3 separate regions of the Zea mays genome follow, and all the other regions are linked to region 2. A link is a contact called in public Hi-C data. All regions are on one chromosome and are shown on one strand. Each heading gives the region's core, a stretch centred on a gene start, on an enhancer-like site or on the middle of the called end of the contact. The rest is flanking DNA. Distances are from core to core; before and after follow the strand shown. Region 1 holds the start of LOC100382628. Region 2 holds the start of LOC103635896 (transport inhibitor response 1-like protein Os05g0150500). Region 3 has its middle 81 kb from the start of LOC100382628.

What was found. Hi-C and Micro-C count contacts between places; a contact is called where the count stands out from the background.
Region 1: a Hi-C map of ear shows a contact between it and region 2, with 1.7 times the contacts expected there. The contact joins the promoter of LOC100382628 here to the promoter of LOC103635896 in region 2. A contact is called at or near these places in 15 of 25 Hi-C or Micro-C datasets (bundle sheath, ear, endosperm and 5 more) and 1 of 3 datasets of contacts at active chromatin or transcription factors (leaf).
Region 3: a Hi-C map of leaf shows a contact between it and region 2, with 2.5 times the contacts expected there. The contact joins the enhancer-like site here to the promoter of LOC103635896 in region 2. A contact is called at or near these places in 6 of 25 Hi-C or Micro-C datasets (bundle sheath, leaf and tassel).

What each region holds. Positions count from the first base shown.
Region 1 is chr8:130,897,846-130,900,545 of Zm-B73-REFERENCE-NAM-5.0, forward strand. LOC100382628 reads right to left here and starts at 1,345. Exons shown (of 16, transcript NM_001358392.1): 1 at 1,265-1,345; 2 at 518-1,160; 3 at 192-411; 4 at 1-110. The coding sequence starts at 1,115.
Region 2 is chr8:130,670,384-130,673,083 of Zm-B73-REFERENCE-NAM-5.0, forward strand. LOC103635896 (transport inhibitor response 1-like protein Os05g0150500) reads right to left here and starts at 1,360. Exons shown (of 3, transcript XM_008658274.4): 1 at 655-1,360. The coding sequence starts at 1,154.
Region 3 is chr8:130,816,743-130,819,442 of Zm-B73-REFERENCE-NAM-5.0, forward strand. No RefSeq gene overlaps it. Among protein-coding and RNA genes, the nearest start is that of LOC100382628, 81 kb to the right of the region's middle. Within about 2 kb of position 1,444, at least 17 of the 20 cell types and tissues checked have an H3K27ac peak or open chromatin away from gene starts, as enhancers often do. A contact at or near this core is called in bundle sheath, leaf and tassel, where this site is marked.

The sequences.
Region 1 (2,700 bases), core at 95-2,594, 230 kb after region 2:
TATAGTCAGGTCGAAAATCGTGGCCCCATTTAGAAACACAATGGACCTCATCAATGGCAAAAAGTGCAATCCCTGGCTTTTCTGCAAGTTTCTTCAACGGTTCCATTAATCTGCAAGAAGAGACATCACCACCAAGATAGGCCCAGCAACACGTTAATAAACTTTAGAATACCACAGGCGAGAATGATTACCTTAATATTGTCTCAGGGCAAACATAAACAATCTTATACATGCCAGCCATCGCTTTACCTTCAACACGGCTATCAGGTTGCCCTGACCCAAGGAAGCATGCGGATACCCCGTGATTTGCAAGCTTCAGGCACTGATCATGCATTAGACTTATCAAGGGTGATATGACCACCACAACCTTTGTTGTTAATAGAGCTGGGATCTGAAAACAGAGGGACTTTCCTGCCAGCAGAGTTATCCATGTAAGAAAAGGAGGACGAAACTACCATCCATGTGGGGGAAAACAATAAATTAGAGAAGATAGAGAAGAGCATTACAGAAAACACACCTGATCCTGTGGCTGCTAGGACAATACAATCCCTGTGAGCAGACCAAGCATCCAAGACTTCCTTTTGGAATGCTTTGAGGCAGGAAAACCCAAAATGCTTTTGCAGAACAGCACTAATTCTGTCCATTTGGTCGGACTCCACTGTCGAGTTCTCAACCAAAGACTGAGATTGGGGACCCGGTTCGGAACAAAAATCAACAGCCACTGGCATTACCCTGGGACCACCAGGAGCCGATGAACAAGGAAACGAAATGTTCGCTTCCCGACCAGATTCCTTTCCGCCACCAGTAGCTGAGGCAACGTGGTCCGTGATGCTGGACTGCCTAAGCCTCCCCCTAGGGTTACTCAATTTCATGCCCCTGCCAGCCGGCCGTGGCTGCGCCGTAGACAAGGCGGGACGGCCTGGCACTCCCCCTCCCCGCCTCGCCTGCCCCGCTCGGGCGTCCGACCCGCCCAGCAGGACCTCAAGCACCTCTGCGCGGCGCGGGCCGACCGCGCCGACCGCCGCGCTGATGGCGTCGAACTCGAAGCCCATGTCAAGCAGCTCGGCGATGAGGCCGTCCGCGGACACGTCGCACCCGGCGGCGTCGGGCTCCATGGGGAGGGCGGGACGCTGTCCGCGCGCCCGCCTGCAGCGGTGAGGCTACGAGAAAATCAACGAGACCGCATTAAATATCCCCCGAAACTCCGATAGCATTCAGCGGCGGCAGCGCGAGAAATTGCCGGTGCAGAGACCCCCGCCCCGACCTTGCTCTGCGCGTCCTCTGCCACCCACGGCTCGTCGGAGCGGTGGCTTCTTGAGGCGGAGGGTGGGTTTCGGAATGCGAGGGCTTCCGATTCGAATCGCGGGAGGAAGCCCGTCTTTTTTACATTTTACCCTTTTTAGGTTTTATTTTTACAAATACGCATTTTTCAGTTCCATTTCAAAAAATTGGACCCTTATCTCGACGTCATCACTATTGGCGTCGAACTACAACGTGTCGACGCCAATTAATTTGGCGTGTACATTTAAGAGCTCACGCCTATGTGGATCTGATGTGGCAGCACCTCGGTGCCGTGGATATCGGCGCCGACCTAGACGCCATGGATCTCGGCGTCGACCATAAATTCATAGTACCTACTCGCGAGACCACAAATTCAGCTGGACTAGTCCTGCAAGGATGAGTGTAAATAACTCGGCTCAAACGTGCAATTCGTTATCCATAATCCAAAAACATCCTTTTATAATAAACAAGGGAATCATGCACCAATTAAATAACGGATTGCAATAGCCCTGCAACTAAAAGTGAATACAGAAACAGAAATAGTTTAACCAAGCTCATAATTCCTTGCATGTCATGCTGTTGCAAGAACACCAAGATGCATACTGTAGCTTGATATGACTGAAGATGGGATAGTGGTTTGGTGCCTGACATTAACTGCTGATCATAGCATAATATGACACCTGAGAAATATGACGTGCATCCCACGCGACAAGACGTTTGGTGCTCACAAAAACACTTCGGGGGTGTTTGGTTCTGTGGACTAAAGTTTAGCCTGGGTCACATCAAGCGTTTGACTTTCAAATAGGAGTATGAAATATAGACCCAACCAACTGTACTAGATTCGTCTCACTTTTTAATCTTCGGCTGAGAAATTAGTTTTATAATCCGACTACATTTAATACTCCGAACGGAGGTTCAAACATTCGATGTGATAGGGGCTAAATTTTAGCAGGGGCAAACCAAACACCCCCTTCAACCACTTTGTAGGAGATGTCTACGTGGCTGACCAAATAAACTAAGTATGAAGAAGAATCATTGATAAAATGACTGCTATCATCCAAAAATCAAAAACCGATGGCCGGAGTGGTATATTTATATACATGGAGGTCGACGCCGAGATCCACGGCGTCGAGGTGCTGCCACATCAGATCCACATAGGCGTCAGCTCTTAAATATACACGTCAAACTAATTGGTGCCAACATGTAGCTCGCCGCCAATAGTGATGGCGCCGAGGTGAGGGTCCATTTTTGAAATAAAACTGAAAAGGGTGTATTTGTTAAAATAAAATCCCAAAGGACTAAAATACAAAAAAGACGGGGAGGAAGCGCCGCGTCGGAGGGGATGGAGCCAGGCTACTAACATGTGGGCGCCAGGAGATAGCATCGCGGGCCTGGCCCAGCGCAATTGTTTTCCATCTT
Region 2 (2,700 bases), core at 110-2,609:
CAGACCCTATCATTTTGGTGGAAAGGTAAAGGGATGCATCCATCATTGCCCGAGAAAACAGAAATGTTTATTCTGCCAAACCCACAGATCCGTGCACAACAGTAGAATCCGGAGTCAAAACTTGCCAGGAACAAAATAAAAGCTTACTGAGGAATCCAATCTAAGGTCAAACTTTTGATGGCGACATGAGCACCAAAATTGTATTGAAATCCCCTGCGAATCCTTTCAGATAGAGTACAAATCAATCTTTTGAGTAAGAATCTAAAACAGCACGCTAGTATTCACCTCAGGACAAACACAGCAGATCACACCAAATCTAAACTGGAGGCGACTACTGTTTACAAATACTACTCAACAAGCACACAAAAAAGACCAAATGCTGAGCTCAAAATCTCCCCCAAAGAAGTTCAAATCAGTTTCTCCTAAAAAGATATACTTCAGGTCACAACTACCCAAAATGACACCAAAATTTGTGGGGGTAAATGGAAAAGGTGAGGAGAGAAGGAACCAGAGGTGTTTTTTTATTTTGTCAAATACTCCTGTAAGAAACTCCCCGAAAGGTCAAATCAAATCTTTGCGGAAATGAAAGCAAGAACCACGCAGAGCAGCTTTGTAGTCTATAAGTCGAATCTGGGCCTGGATGCGCGGCCTCACCTGCAAGCAGCGGCAATGGCAGCGAGGCCGGCTGTACTGAAGCCCTCGCAGGAGACGAGGCGCAGCACCTGGAAGTTCCTGAAGGAGGCCGCGATCATCTCGAGGCAGTCGTCGGTGACGACCATGCGCTTAAAGCTAATCTCCTCGAGCAGCGGCCAGCCGGCGGCGGCGGCGGCGACCCAGGGCGCGGCGTCGGCGCCCCAGGCGGGCGGAACGAGGCCGAAGTCGGCGAAGTGGGGCTTGCCCTTGACCTCGACGGCGCGGACGGCGGGGAAGCGCTCGACGGCGTCGCGCGGGGACGCGGCGTAGCAGTTGGCGACGGCAAGGCGGCGGCGCGAGCGGCGCTCGAAGCGGAGCCAGGCGTGGCAGGCGCACGCGGCGGCGCCCCGGTCCGAGTCCGCGGGGAGGAAGGAGAAGGCGTGCTCCCAGACCTCGTCCGGGAGCGCGTGCCAGGGCGGCACCGCGGCGGCGGGGGCCGCGCGCGCGCCGCCGCGGCCCATGGGTGCGGCGGGCGCCGTCGGATCGGGCGGTCTACCCGGCGGCGGGGACGGGCGGCGGCGGTGGGGCTCGAGCGGGGGAGAGCATCTGGCTGCGGGAGCTTGGGTGGAATGGGGAGCTAGCTGCGTTTGGGCTCGGGGGTGGGGGGGGAGCCCCTCTGTCTCCTGCTCTCGTCTCTCTCTCCCCCAGGCTTCTTCTCTTTGCTACTTTAAAATACTGCTCTCTCTCTCTCTCTCTCCCTCCCCTTTCTTAAAATAAATCAATTTTTTAGATGGTTTTCGTTTTTTTCCTGCACACAATTTAGTTTCCAATTCCAAGGTCTACAGCCTATAGGGGAGAGGGAATGAACAGCGATGGGAGTGGTGGTAGCAGGAGTGGCTCTTGCTCATCAGTCTGGGCTCTGGGGGCCAACCCGTCCACGGGATTGTTTGCGCTGGTTACCACAGTAGACGACTCTCTCGTCGTGCTACTGAATCCAAAACCATGTTTATTCTCAAACGCAACCGGTCTGCGTGCGCGCGCGCAGAGGATCCTGGAGGGAGGGCGTGGTCCCACTCCCACGCAGAAGAGTGGGCAGTGGAGCCATCAGCCATGGCAGCATGTGCCTCCTCCTCTCTGCACTGCACCCTTTTACTGCCCCAGCCCCGGTGACAGCAAAATTTAACCCCCCCCCCAAAAGACATCGCCCGAGCAATTGTTTTTTATTTTTTTTACTTTGGGCCTTTTTGACCTGCTTGCGCCCCGTCGCCGTCCTATCTCAGATCCCCGATCTCGAGAAACCCTCGCCTTTTCACTGTTGAGACCGCACACATCTTTTTGCTAATCCTACCTCCGGCCGTACTTGTACTAGTGACCTACGCGCACGCACAATCTCCCCTCTCTCTCTCTCTCTGAACCCTGCAAATATCTTTCGCCTCTGTTTTTATAAAAACATGATGTTTTTTCTTGAAATTAGATTGGTTTAAGATGACTTCAAAATTTGGTTTAAATTTGGGACCGTGCGACCCTGGGAGTACATAGTATAAATTTGAATTGAAGGTGCCGTTGATCATAAACGAACTCGTAGACCACTGTTATCTTCAGTGGCACTCGATAATCCGTCTCTGTACCATCTCTTTTTTTTTCTGGCAAGCATGTTTGATGGCATCCGGAGTGTTTGAGAGATGGAGAGAGAAAAAGGAGGCGTCTCAAAAGCAAACACGTATCTGCAGCTTTATTTGCGTCATGCAGACGCCGGTCTCTCCAAAGGAAAAAAAAAACCCTCCTAGTAATTAATTACAGAGGAGAAAACTGAAAGTTTATTAGGTATATTTTGTAGGCTTGCTAGGCAGGGGTAGACACAGCAGCAGTCCTGCTACGCCTGTCACGCCTCGATGAGACGGTAACCCAGTGTCATCTTCACAGATCCTGCCCTGCCTCAATGACAGCGCTAGTGCTACCAGAGATTCTGTTTTTTGTTTGTGGGTACCATGTTTAGTTTAATGTGGATATAGTCTATAGCTCATTTAATCAGATCAAATAAGGGGTGTGTGGTTAGAGGGACTAAAG
Region 3 (2,700 bases), core at 194-2,693, 150 kb after region 2:
AAAACAATTTCAAATAAAAAAGTTGTCAATAACAAAGTTTCATAACTTTTAGAGATCTACAACATTTATTTTAGCGATTTCATCGTACGAGTCGTTTGAAAACTCGAATAAGTAAGCATAAAAATGATTTCTAGTGGGAGTTTTTTTTAAGTAACCGCATGTAGAAATTGTTAGAAATATAGGTGTTTTCCATATCATTTTAATTTCATAAATTAACATTATGATGATGACATATAAAAGATAATTAATCATAGAAATCGTGATATCAAATATATCCATAACAATATGGAACATGAGAACATAAAGCATATGAATCATATAAATATAATAAGCATATGAACATGGTACATGTATTATGATGGAACAACTGAAAATAAACAGACAGACATAAGACATGTCATGATATATATAACATGACAGTTTGGATAAGGGTTCTCGCGGAGGGAAGCTGGGCAGCTGAAGGATAAGGGTCTCGCATGCGACCACGCCTGCCTCGCCCGAGCCCGGCGGCGGCGACGCGCGCGCGTGGCATGCCCTTGTTCGTTTCTTGACTTCTCAAATTAAGTGGAATAATTCCCACCATATAAGTCAAACCAACGACCCTTGGACTTCCAATATGGTACTATTGGTATTCTCCATCATTACACACTATAGAGTTTATTGATTAAATGGGCCAAATCCATAAAAGATCCAACAGAAATACAATTTCTAGTGACGACTTTTTTAAGAAACTGCTACTAAAAATAGCACAATCGATTAATAACCTAATCTACCTATAAAAATATATAGCACCGTAAGTTTCTACTAGTGCATAAAGCAGACATCAACAGCAGCAGCATCATCGCTGAGAAGATGACGGGAGAGATGATGGGCCTCAGCTGCTCATCCCTGAGAAGATGACGACGATGCCAGCAACTCTCCTAGCCTGCTGCACTGCAATCTCCTCTTTTTTTGAATCTCCCTTTGACCGGCGAAAGGCTACTACAAACAACTACAACGAGGCAGGCAGCACGGGCGGCGTGGCGCGCGCGTGATGCCCATATTATTATTATTATTATTATTATTATTATTATTATTATTATTATTATTATTATTATTATTATTATTATTATTATTATTATTATTATTATTATTATTATTATTATTATTATTATTAAGTTATAGATTCAATCAAGGTCAAAAGTATTTAAAACTTGGTCAAATCTTCTCTGCGCAAAATATCGTCGTCAACCTTTAAATATATCTGAATATGTAAACCGTGTCGCTTTTTTGTTTGTTTGAATGGGGAGTGTTTCTGTATTTTATACTACATAAATTCAGGGAAAAAAAAAGAAAAGGTGGGCGCATGCATGACAGGAGCGAGACGCCGAGACGTGAGGAGAGGACTGATGGCGTGGGCCCCGGCGTACAGATCCGATTGTCCAAATCATTTGGGCTGGGGCGGCGAGATTACTCAAACGCTCTCCCACGACACAACACAACCGGGTGACGTCACAGCCCCGGGCGCCGATGATCCATGCTTTTTTTCCGTCGCTCGCTTTCGCCTGACACGGTGGGCCCCACCCTGCCCCGCCTTTTTCAGGCCTGCGCTCGGGAAAACATCATCGGCTCGGAGCGCTCGCCCCATCCTTTTCTTCTTTTTTTAATGATAGATAATAATTCTAATTATTATCTTCCCCCCCCCCCCCCCCCCCCCCTGCATTTGGAATATTTATCTGCTCGATCCTTACGTGGGAGTGGGACGATATGATACATAGACGCGTGGCGGCTTAGAGTAAACGGGTAAAACTGTGCGCACGCAGATGCCATGGAATGGGCTCCGGTCCCGTCGGCGACCGGTAACGCAAAAATATGAGAGGTGATTGAAAGGGCTAATTAGTTTACTTAACGAGCTCTAAGCACTAGTTCATCTTGTTTAACTAGCTCTAAGGTATAATTAGTTTATTTAACAAGCTCTAAGTGGTAATCTTTTTGTTATTTAACAAGCTCTAAGCACTAGTTTTAGAATTCAAATCTCTCTGGTATTCGAGGGGATTAAGGGGAAATTAATTTATTTTCCCCTCATTCTTCTCCAATACCAGAGGGAACTTGAGTTTTCAAACTAGACCTGAGATGTTTTCTTCTCCGGACTAAAGGTTAGTACATGTTACATCAAATATTAATTATAAATATTAAACATAGGCTTACTTAGGTTTAATAAATTCATCTTATTTTTAGTCTTTATCTATGTAATTAGTTTTATAATTAGACTGTAATAAATATATGTAATTATCATTTAAATATTCGATGTGATACAAACTAAACTTTAGTTAGGTCAAACCAAACACCCCTAACAACGTTCTCAGAGAAGAGAGGATGGACGGATGGTTCAGTCCAGCGCTATTTCTCACGCGACATGAACAACCATCTAGGCCAAAATCAAGTTGAATGTAAAACACCGTTTTGTATTATAGAATGTAGTGTTCGTAGAGTAAAGTGAAATATGAGATGGGATATGAGATGAGATGAGTAAGCTGCTATAGACTAGCTAACTAAGGTTGTGCTTCATTAGGAACAATTCCTCTATTTACTTTATTTATTCAATATAGCACAAATTGAATTTAAATAATTTTTGGGACATAACCGATCTCAGCATAATCAATCATGTAGTTGTCTCAGTGACATCCAAACTCCGAATTCACTAGGATATAGTTGACTTCG